Regions from separate parts of the Zea mays genome. Here region 1 is linked to region 2. A link is a contact called in public Hi-C data. All regions are on one chromosome and are shown on one strand. The core of a region is the stretch at or near the end of the contact, and the rest is flanking DNA. Distances in the headings are between cores, read along the strand shown. Region 1 holds the start of LOC100285157 (transmembrane 9 superfamily protein member 4). Region 2 holds the start of LOC101027224 (aspartic proteinase nepenthesin-1).

Evidence for each region. Hi-C and Micro-C count contacts between places; a contact is called where the count stands out from the background.
Region 1: a contact with region 2 is called in a Hi-C map of ear, with 2.0 times the contacts expected there. The contact joins the promoter of LOC100285157 here to the promoter of LOC101027224 in region 2. A contact is called at or near these places in 2 of 25 Hi-C or Micro-C datasets (ear and leaf).

What each region holds. Positions count from the first base shown.
Region 1 is chr5:212,050,004-212,054,624 of Zm-B73-REFERENCE-NAM-5.0, reverse strand. It overlaps LOC100285157 (transmembrane 9 superfamily protein member 4), which reads right to left and starts at 2,958. Exons shown (of 2, transcript NM_001158051.3): 1 at 2,806-2,958.
Region 2 is chr5:211,755,332-211,759,651 of Zm-B73-REFERENCE-NAM-5.0, reverse strand. LOC101027224 (aspartic proteinase nepenthesin-1) reads right to left here and starts at 1,341. Exons shown (of 3, transcript NM_001279913.1): 1 at 1,169-1,341. The coding sequence starts at 1,265. LOC103627661 (chloride channel protein CLC-f) reads left to right here and starts at 4,229. Exons shown (of 9, transcript XR_004849697.1): 1 at 4,229-4,320.

The sequences.
Region 1 (4,621 bases), core at 1,709-4,208, 290 kb before region 2:
CACTGGGGTTGTGCGAATCCACTCCCAGTCTCGCACCACCCAACCCACACTCATGTTGGGGGCTTGATTGCTTAATTAGTTTATCTTGTTTGGCAATTGTTTGGAGCAGGCTTGGCAATTGGTGCAACCGACTGATTCAGTTCAGTTTCATCGGTGGAGGAAAACTTTAGTGTTGGCGAAACTGAAAACCGTTCAGGGCAAGCGAACTAGAGAAACCAATGATTCAGTGTCGGCTTTTTGGTGTGGTGTTCGGTTTTTCACCAAAGTTCGGATTGCTTTCCCCAAATCAAATAAACTAAAGAATAAATGAAGCAAGTAGAAGAAATCCCAAATCAAGCAGAGTAAAGATTAAACAAGGAAGCAAATTGATGCAGTTGCCGCACGCAGCACACCTCGCATGGCTGCTGCCTCCCTGGCTCTCTGCATGCCCGCACCGCTGCTACTTGTACCTCGCCTCTCGCCCACGCTGCTCGTCCACATGGCCGGCACCTCTGCCCCTTGCTGCTCACCTGACACCCGCCATGCGCGGCCGCCGCTTACAGACCAAGTATGTCGTCGCTTGGAGAAACGAAACAGATGGAGAAGTCACAGGCTGAGGGAATAAGTGGCTCCTGGGCCCTAGGATAATGGGCTGAATCATTGATGGATTGACGCGGTGCAGGTCAAGTTCGGGGCGGGGGGAGGGGGGCTCGGTTTGTCGGTGTTCGTGGTATGAAAACCGAAGCCACACCCAAATACCGAAGTTCACAGGATCACCAATCGAACTGATCACCGGACACCAAGAAAATCGAGATTTTCAGTGATTCAATGTCGGTTCGGTTCAGTTCTTCACTGTTGATGTAAATCTGCCCAGCCCTAGCTTGGAGGGCCAGATTGACACAATTAGCCCAATACAACAACAAATGTATTCATGCACACCCTAGGTCATTGCTACAACCACAATATATGTGTATTATGTGTAGCAGAGTACAAAAAACATGGTTAATGACAAACTGTGACTAACAAACAGATTTAGTACATCATCCATGGAGCCTGCACATGACGTTCAGAGAGAGGGGGATGGGGAGGGAGGGAGATTAATAGCCAATAATTCTTCAGCTATTAGTCTGAGTCCAGCAATGGACTATAAAACGATCGTACTCTAAATATAGGGGATAGTCCCTCCCCTATGCCCTCCAGCAGCGTCCTCTAAATATAGAGGATGTTCTTCCGTCCTTAATATATAGAGATTATCTCTCATCTCCTCTATCCATTTTAATACTTTAAACAACAGATTTAGCAAAACTAAAATATGTACAAAAAAAATGAGAGTATGAAAAATACGTATGTACAAAAAATAAAAGAGAGGACGAGATATAGAGGACGCTGCTGGAGAGGAGGAAATCTTCCGGATGATAAAGTAAAGGACAAGTATAGAGGATGGATATAGAGGACGCTGCTGGAGACAACCTTAATCTGAAACAGGAAGGATGAGATTTTATGGCTGTAAACACAGAATTGGCAAACCCAAACACAAACTTTGAGAACCCTTATCCAAAAAATAAATGAGAACCATGCACTATGGATTCATGGAAAACAAGACATCTTTTACACATGATGCCTACTGTCATCATATAAAACTAATCATCGCTTTACTGAACTCCCTGAAACAATACAATCTGATTGTTCAGGTCCTATCAACCAAACATACAAGTGAAATTTAAAAAATCCTTAACTTGGCTTCAAAATTGTGCCTACATTCTGCTGCGTTTTCGAGAAAAAAAATTGTGCCTACACAATTGAACTGAGTTGTTTCCTCGGTTTCTTTTGTAGAACAAAAAATGTACGTGAAAAATCCTTTAACATTGGTAGAGACATATGTTTGTATTAAATTATTGATCATAAAAGTAATTAAAGTGCATGGCAAATGCTCAGTTGTCGCTCTTTCATCGACATTGTTCTGTGATTCTGTTACATATTACAAACTAAGTGCATTCATCAAAATAGCATTATCGACCAGATGTGTCCTGATCACTGCTCGTTGTTTGTAATCAATGGATTTTTACTGCTAGTGATACTACTCAAACACTCAGAGCAGGTGGATGCTACCAGGGGAGAGTCAGATGGGAGGGTAATCATATCGTGCTAACAAAATATTTTGGAAGGAAATAACCAAGATATATACTAGGATTGTCAACTTCAAGTGTTTACTTATTATTGTGGTCTGAATTAAAAAACTGAAAATAGAGAAGGAAAAGGTAGTGCTTAGTAAGTGGGAAATGGTCTCATTTCGAACTTGGGTATTCACTTCTTAGTTGCTGATTGGCCATGTTAGAAGTTGTACAGACAGAAACTCTATCATGCATCATAAAGATCTAACTTCAAGTAAGGTAAGAGTCATCTACCAATGCATACCATTCTTTCCTCGAGGAAATACTACCATGGCAAAATTAGCTAGGAGTCATCTGGCAATGTATATCATTCTTTCCTCAACGAAACACTACCATGGCAAAATTATACTTAGTAGACATACATCAGTTATTTATATCATGGCGGATTCAGATTCAGTTATTTGCTTCAGTGCTATAAAGGATTCAGAATTTCATATTTAGATTTGTATCAGGAACATTTTCTTAAGCTAATCTTTCAATGAACTAATGAACGAAATTATGAATCGAGATGCAGTTATGGGCGGATCCAGTAAAGGACACCAGGTTAGTAGGCATAATTAGATCAGATCAGATCAGATCCGAATACAAATAGTAAATTAGGGCTTGGATGCTCGGTTCCGCACAGCATGAAGAGAAGAGTAGAGGATGGGCGTACCAGGTCGTGGCCGTCGCCGGCGAAGGGACGAACAGGACTGGGCACGTAGGCAGCGACGGCCGCTCGGTCGTCGCCACGAGAGGAAGGAGACCACGCACGCTGGGGCCTGGGGGTAATGGAAGAACCGAAGAAAGAAAGGCAAGGTTTCAGGCTGCATGCCCAATTAGAGGCAAGGCAGTCATTAGATGCAAGCGTGCAATCAACTCTTTTATTCCGTTGGATCTAGATCCAATCATATATGTAATCATGGTTTGTTAGAAACTTCTTTATAAAATATACGAGGTGGTGGAAGAATTTAAAAGCTAAATATAGAATATGGTTATATCTAGATCTAACGGACCAAAAGAACTACTTACACACTTGCACATAATGGTTGTTTGTATATTAGTCGTTGCCATAATTAGATGGCGATATTGTACACATCAGCTAGCGGTGCACATGATGCACATATAAAATCCTGGCCTTCAATTGGTGATCCAACGGATGATTGCTCCACCAGAACGTTTTAGCAAACATATCCTCTTGCCTTCCCTTTTCATTCCCTGCGTGTTTTGCGATAACCCACGGCGTCCTTCGTGTTCATTGGGGCTACCACCGCCGCCAAAGCGTTGTCGCATACCTTTCGTGCTAGTTTGGAAGCCACAAAACAGGAAGAGATTGGAGGGGCTAGAATCTTTTTTTTATTTATTTTGGATGAGAAGATGATTCTAGCCCCTCCAATTCCCTCCGATTTTGTCGCTCCCAAACTCGCTCTTGTGTTTCTCGCTCTTCCCGATCGACGCCCAATCAACGAAGAAGAGCACATCCACCCCTTCGGTTTTCCCCGCCCCCACTGTGCCCTGGTCGCCCAAGCAGTCTCTAGCGTAGATGAACAGCACCAGAGCCATGATGGCGATTCTTAGGATCTTCGTGGAGGGCTGCTGGTCGCATGCTGTTGGACGCCATTGCAGCCGAAATTTTGTGTGGGTTGTTGCAAGAAAGGTTTGAGCATGCGACCAGGGTTCAGCAGTAAGGAGGGTTTGTTCTGAATTTTGTGAGAGAGTTGTTGCAGGCGGGTCTGTTTGCTAAATCATTATGGTGGAACAATCATCATATTGGATCAGCAATTAAAGGCCAAAATTATATATGTGCATCACGTGCACCGGTAGCTAATATACACAGGATACTTGGCCCAATTAGATTAGGGAGGCGTTTGGTTCCCTCTAAGGCTTTATTCGGTTGCGTCTAGATTGAAGGGAATTAGAGAGGATTAAATTCCCTTCTATTCATTTTTGACTAGGGAGGGATTTAATCCCCTCCAGTTCAGATGCAACCGAACAAGGCCTAATTGGTTCCCTCTAAAGTTTAGTCTATATTATAGCGAATGTTTGAATAATAATCACATATATTAAATGTAGTTTACCTGTATGAATAAGTCTATATAATCCTCTTTCGTTTGATTAGGTGTCTACATCATACATCATAGAATGTCCTTTAATAATGGAGGTTTAACCCTCTAACCATGATAATACCATCTACATGAATCCTTGCAGTGGTTTCCACTTTCCAAGACCAATTTTGTTGACATGGCAGTCTTAGTCTACGTGGTGCGGTATTTCTGTCCAAATTGGCGCCTAGGCCCACACGTTTAACTCCACGAGTGCACATGTGCGATATGGAAGGGGCATCTTCTCCTTTCCTCCTCCCACTTCCCTTTGTTTCTTTCGTTCTTCATCTCTGCCCTGTCCAGCGAAGCGAATGGCGAGCAGATGATCGGTGACAAACTTGGCTGAGCGCACTACGACATGGAGCGGAGGTACGTGCCCGCTGGATGTCT
Region 2 (4,320 bases), core at 92-2,591:
TGATGGACGGTGGTTGGCGGTGGGAATCGGGAAGCGATTGATTGGCTTCTTTCTTCACGGGTGGAGTGGAGGGGAGAAGTACTACTCGGTCCACCTGAATCTCAACTTGCGTACGAGCCATGCATCAATTCCATCGGAGCCGTGTGTGATCGATGGTCGATGGATGGGTTCCAAAAACTAAAGCCGATATAAATTAAATTCAGGTCTCTAGATCTCATCTTGTCAGGATAAAAGCTAAAAACGGCTATTGTTGCCAAACAGATAATAATAATTGCGTGCTACTGTGCTAGGCTGCTATCTGCTATGCTGTCGTGCTGTGCGTATGCATGTTGGTCACATTACACACATGCATATCCTCTGAATGTAGACACCATTTTGTTCGATGAAACAAACTCCCTTTGTTCGAAAAATGCATGTCGGCAGGCGAAAACATCCTGTTGATAGATTAGCATGTGGATGGTAACGAACGGGCGGCGTGTCTTCTCATACACTTTTTTTTTGTTTTCAGTCAAAAAGGAAATTCGACGGTGTGTGGCACCGGGCCAGCCAGGCTGCCTATCAGTGTGGTAGCAGAGCACAAGGGTGGTAAGCGCCAATTGGGCCGCCTAGCTAGGCCTAACTTGGACGCTTTGCGCGGCGGCGGGGGCTAGCTAGTGCTAGTGGCGACGGAATTCATAATCTACTAGCAGTAGTCTAGTACAGTACAGACATAAGTGTACCTAACATACTAACTTTGTATGCTGTCTGTCGATAATGTTTTCCTGCGAAGATTCGATCGTCAGTCCTTTTGGCTCACACACGGTCCCACACCCTAGTAGCTGTCAGCTTTCGTTCAGTTATAAACTCGCTTTATGCCTGTCGTGGACTCGTGGACTAGGCAACAGGTTCGATCAACCTCCGCTCCGCGCTTCATTTTTTTAAACTAATTTTGCCCACCGAAGTTTCAGTCTTTCAGGTTTGCATGGAGATCATGCATGAATCTAGCGCCGCGCCGCTGATATATAATTTCGATTTGAAAGATGAAACACTGCTAGCGCTATATATCGTTTACGAGCCTGGTCAGTTACGTACGTGCAGAAAAACCATTGCAAGCAAACACATGCATGAATTATCGGCAAAAAAAAAAACATGCAAGTGACTAACGAGCACATGAGGATAGGAGCAGTACCCTTCACTTCTGACGAGCAGGCATCGTGGGCGATGTCCCTGACAGGAGTGGCCACTGCGAAGAGCAGGGAGATGGCAAGCAGCCGAAGCAACGCCATCTTAATAACTCTCTCTATCTGAAAGCAGGCAGCTTCCTCGCCGACTCGTCCGATCCTCCTGCCTGCCTGTGGCCAGTGGCTCTCTCTATGAAGTTAAGCCTGGCCACCTCGCGGCCTTTTATAGAGATTCCGATGGCGCGCCCGCCCGTCCTGCTTTGCTAGCTTGCGAACCCCCGCGGTAGCTTTCAGCCTCGGCGGTTGAAAAACGACCCCTTTTAATCCAGTCCAACCACCTGAGTACTACGTACTACCACTGCTTCCGTAGTCCGTTCTCTAACTGTTTTTTCCTCTCCTCTGCTGCTGAGAGATCATGATCGTATCAGTTCAGGCGCGTCAGAGTTTTTTTTTCCATCTCCTTTTTTTTGTTTTCCATTCTTTGGTCCATTTTATTTTCTTTTCTGATTGGAGGCTTCCGTTCCGACGCCGACGGCTCGTGTACCGGTATCGTTGTTGCCTTTCAGAACTAGGACTGCTGCTGTTGCCCTGTGCCTGTGACGTGTGCAGCAGCGAGATGGTAGCCAAGACCAAGAGAGGTATTTGCTTTTCTGCAGCGCAAAAGCCAATGCAAGGTAGGTGCACAATTATGAAGCTGCCCCGCCTTCTACTCACCATGCTCAATTAATTAAGCTGGCGGTTATGCGCACCTGTCAGTCTAAACAGCAATCACGCGCCAGTGATAAATGTCGTCCAGCATCGCCCCCCGTACTAGCTTTGACGAAAAATGCTAGACCGATCGATCGACCGAGGTGGTTACCGAATGCTAATGCGACGCAACACGGGACAACAACAATGACCACCGTCTGCAGGAGTGCCTCCGACAGATATCCACTTGGTCAGAGAGCTATACTAGTTTCTGTATAGCTACTAGCTAGCCAGTTCAGTCTTTCAGTCAAGTCTCATTCTCGCTTCAGATTTCAGAACGACAGAGAAAGAGAGGTGAACACGAAGCTGCATGCTAGTCCAAGTCTGTGTATCTGCCGGCACGCGGCGTCATATGCTATCGTATAGGAGTAACTAGTAAGAGTAATCAAGTTCCTCTGCAGCAAGGAAGAGAGAATCTAGGTAGCCAGCAGCATCTGCATCTGATTAGCCGGTGACGGAATCTTTTCGTCGGAACGAAGCTTCAGCCGGACGCCTCCTCCTCCGGCTTTGGATCCGATTGGGTGTGCTGTGCAGTGCAGGTGCCGCACCGCCAACCGCAACCGCCACCGCACTGCTGCCGCCCGCTGGAAGTGACAGGAGAATAATCTCATCGTGGTGGAGGCGCCGAGGCCGAGGCCGAGGCGCGCACCAACCGGCCACACCAGCACCAGCAGCACCAGCAACGGAAGCGGCCATCTCACCAACCACATGTGCGCTGTTCCGCCGCGTGATGCGGTGCGGCGGCCGGCCTCACCCATGGCCGATCCGTCAACAGACATGCAGGCAGCTCCGTCGTCGGCCCAATAAATAAAGGAGAAAAAACTCCACCAAATTTGGATTCGCTTCAAACAATTTAACTCTAAATATCTAAACGACTGTCTGATCTGATAGATCCACGGTAGATGACAGATTCACTTGTGAAATTGTCCACTGATAATGTTTCGATCTAAATTTACTCTTCCAATAATTAATTGAAGATATTCTAAATAGATCCAAAGTTGCGCGTGGCCACGGGCACCAAATTCGTCCCTGTCCATCAAAGGCGAGGAGAAAAGGATGCGCGCACAACGTGGCGTCCAGGGCTGTGGCGCTAGTGTATTAATATTTGGTAGCGATGCTGCGTATGGTGCGGGTGCGGCTAGGCTTTATTATGGGTACATGCAACTTGTGCTTAGGCATATGCTTTGATGCATATGCTTAAAGAAAATGATGTCGCGTCAATAAGCATTATGGGTATACAATTCAGGCCCTATAACGCAAATAAGCGCTTGAACAGGCTCCATATTAGCACACTCTTAACATCGTTACAAACTCTCAAGTATTTTATCCGCCGTTTATGTATTTATTATTTCAGAACCAGGTCTCAGTGATACGATCGAGAGAGATAGAGAGAAAACAATGTGTCGCTATGCACAGACACCTACACTGATTATGATTCATACTGACTGGTACAGTATGTTTGCTGAGGTGCGTGTCGTCCTACGGTGTTTCGCCCTTATAAACTCCATCCAAATGATGTTTGAGCAAAAGAAAACCCCGTCTTCTTCGGTTCTTCGAAGAAACCAACCCCACATATTCGCCGCCTTGTTTCTTAAGCATATTTTAGCCCATGCGGGTAATCAAAGTTTGGGCCAACCAAGTCAGCTGAGCTTGTTGAGCCCATTTCGCCGCTGTTTGGGCTTTTACCCAAGACAAAAAAAAATGGCTCTCTGGGCCAAGTAGCTAGTAGACCTGAACCATTAGGTTCCATTAAAGCAGAAATAAGCCAACCATTTAACTCGCACAGAGCCTTGGCCCGTCCGCATCAATTGCTCGATAGTCCATGGTGGTAATATCATTCTATACCCATATTTATCAATAAAAAATATATGCGTCGTGTTACTCATATTCGCGAGTATCTGTTTGCGGTATAAAATCTTACATGTATTTATACCCACGCGGGGTAACGCATTCGAGTATATTTTACCCGCCCATACTTATACCTATATACCCAACGGATATAGATTTTTATCCATTAACATACTCGCGGATATAGAAATAATTTTATACCATCATATCAGGTAAAACTCGTCGTGTTTTCGGGTATCTATTGCCGTCATGTTTTCGAGTACCCCTCGGACTTAATGTTCTTGCGGTCAACATTTGTCCCAAGCGCGGCAGCATCATTTAAATATAATTGTATAGATAAGCGCCCCATGACCACGATGTTCAAACAATCTAGTGGTTATCACTCGCGACAAAATATACTTAGCTTTAACTATCCTACGGTTCTTCATCACATAAACTGATATACACATGATTCATGTAGGGGGCAAATTTTTTTGCGAACAATATTTAAAATACTAAAATACATGAAAAGAGAGTCCACGATTTCAGTGCACCTCACGACGTCACGCGTGCACCTGTACAGCGC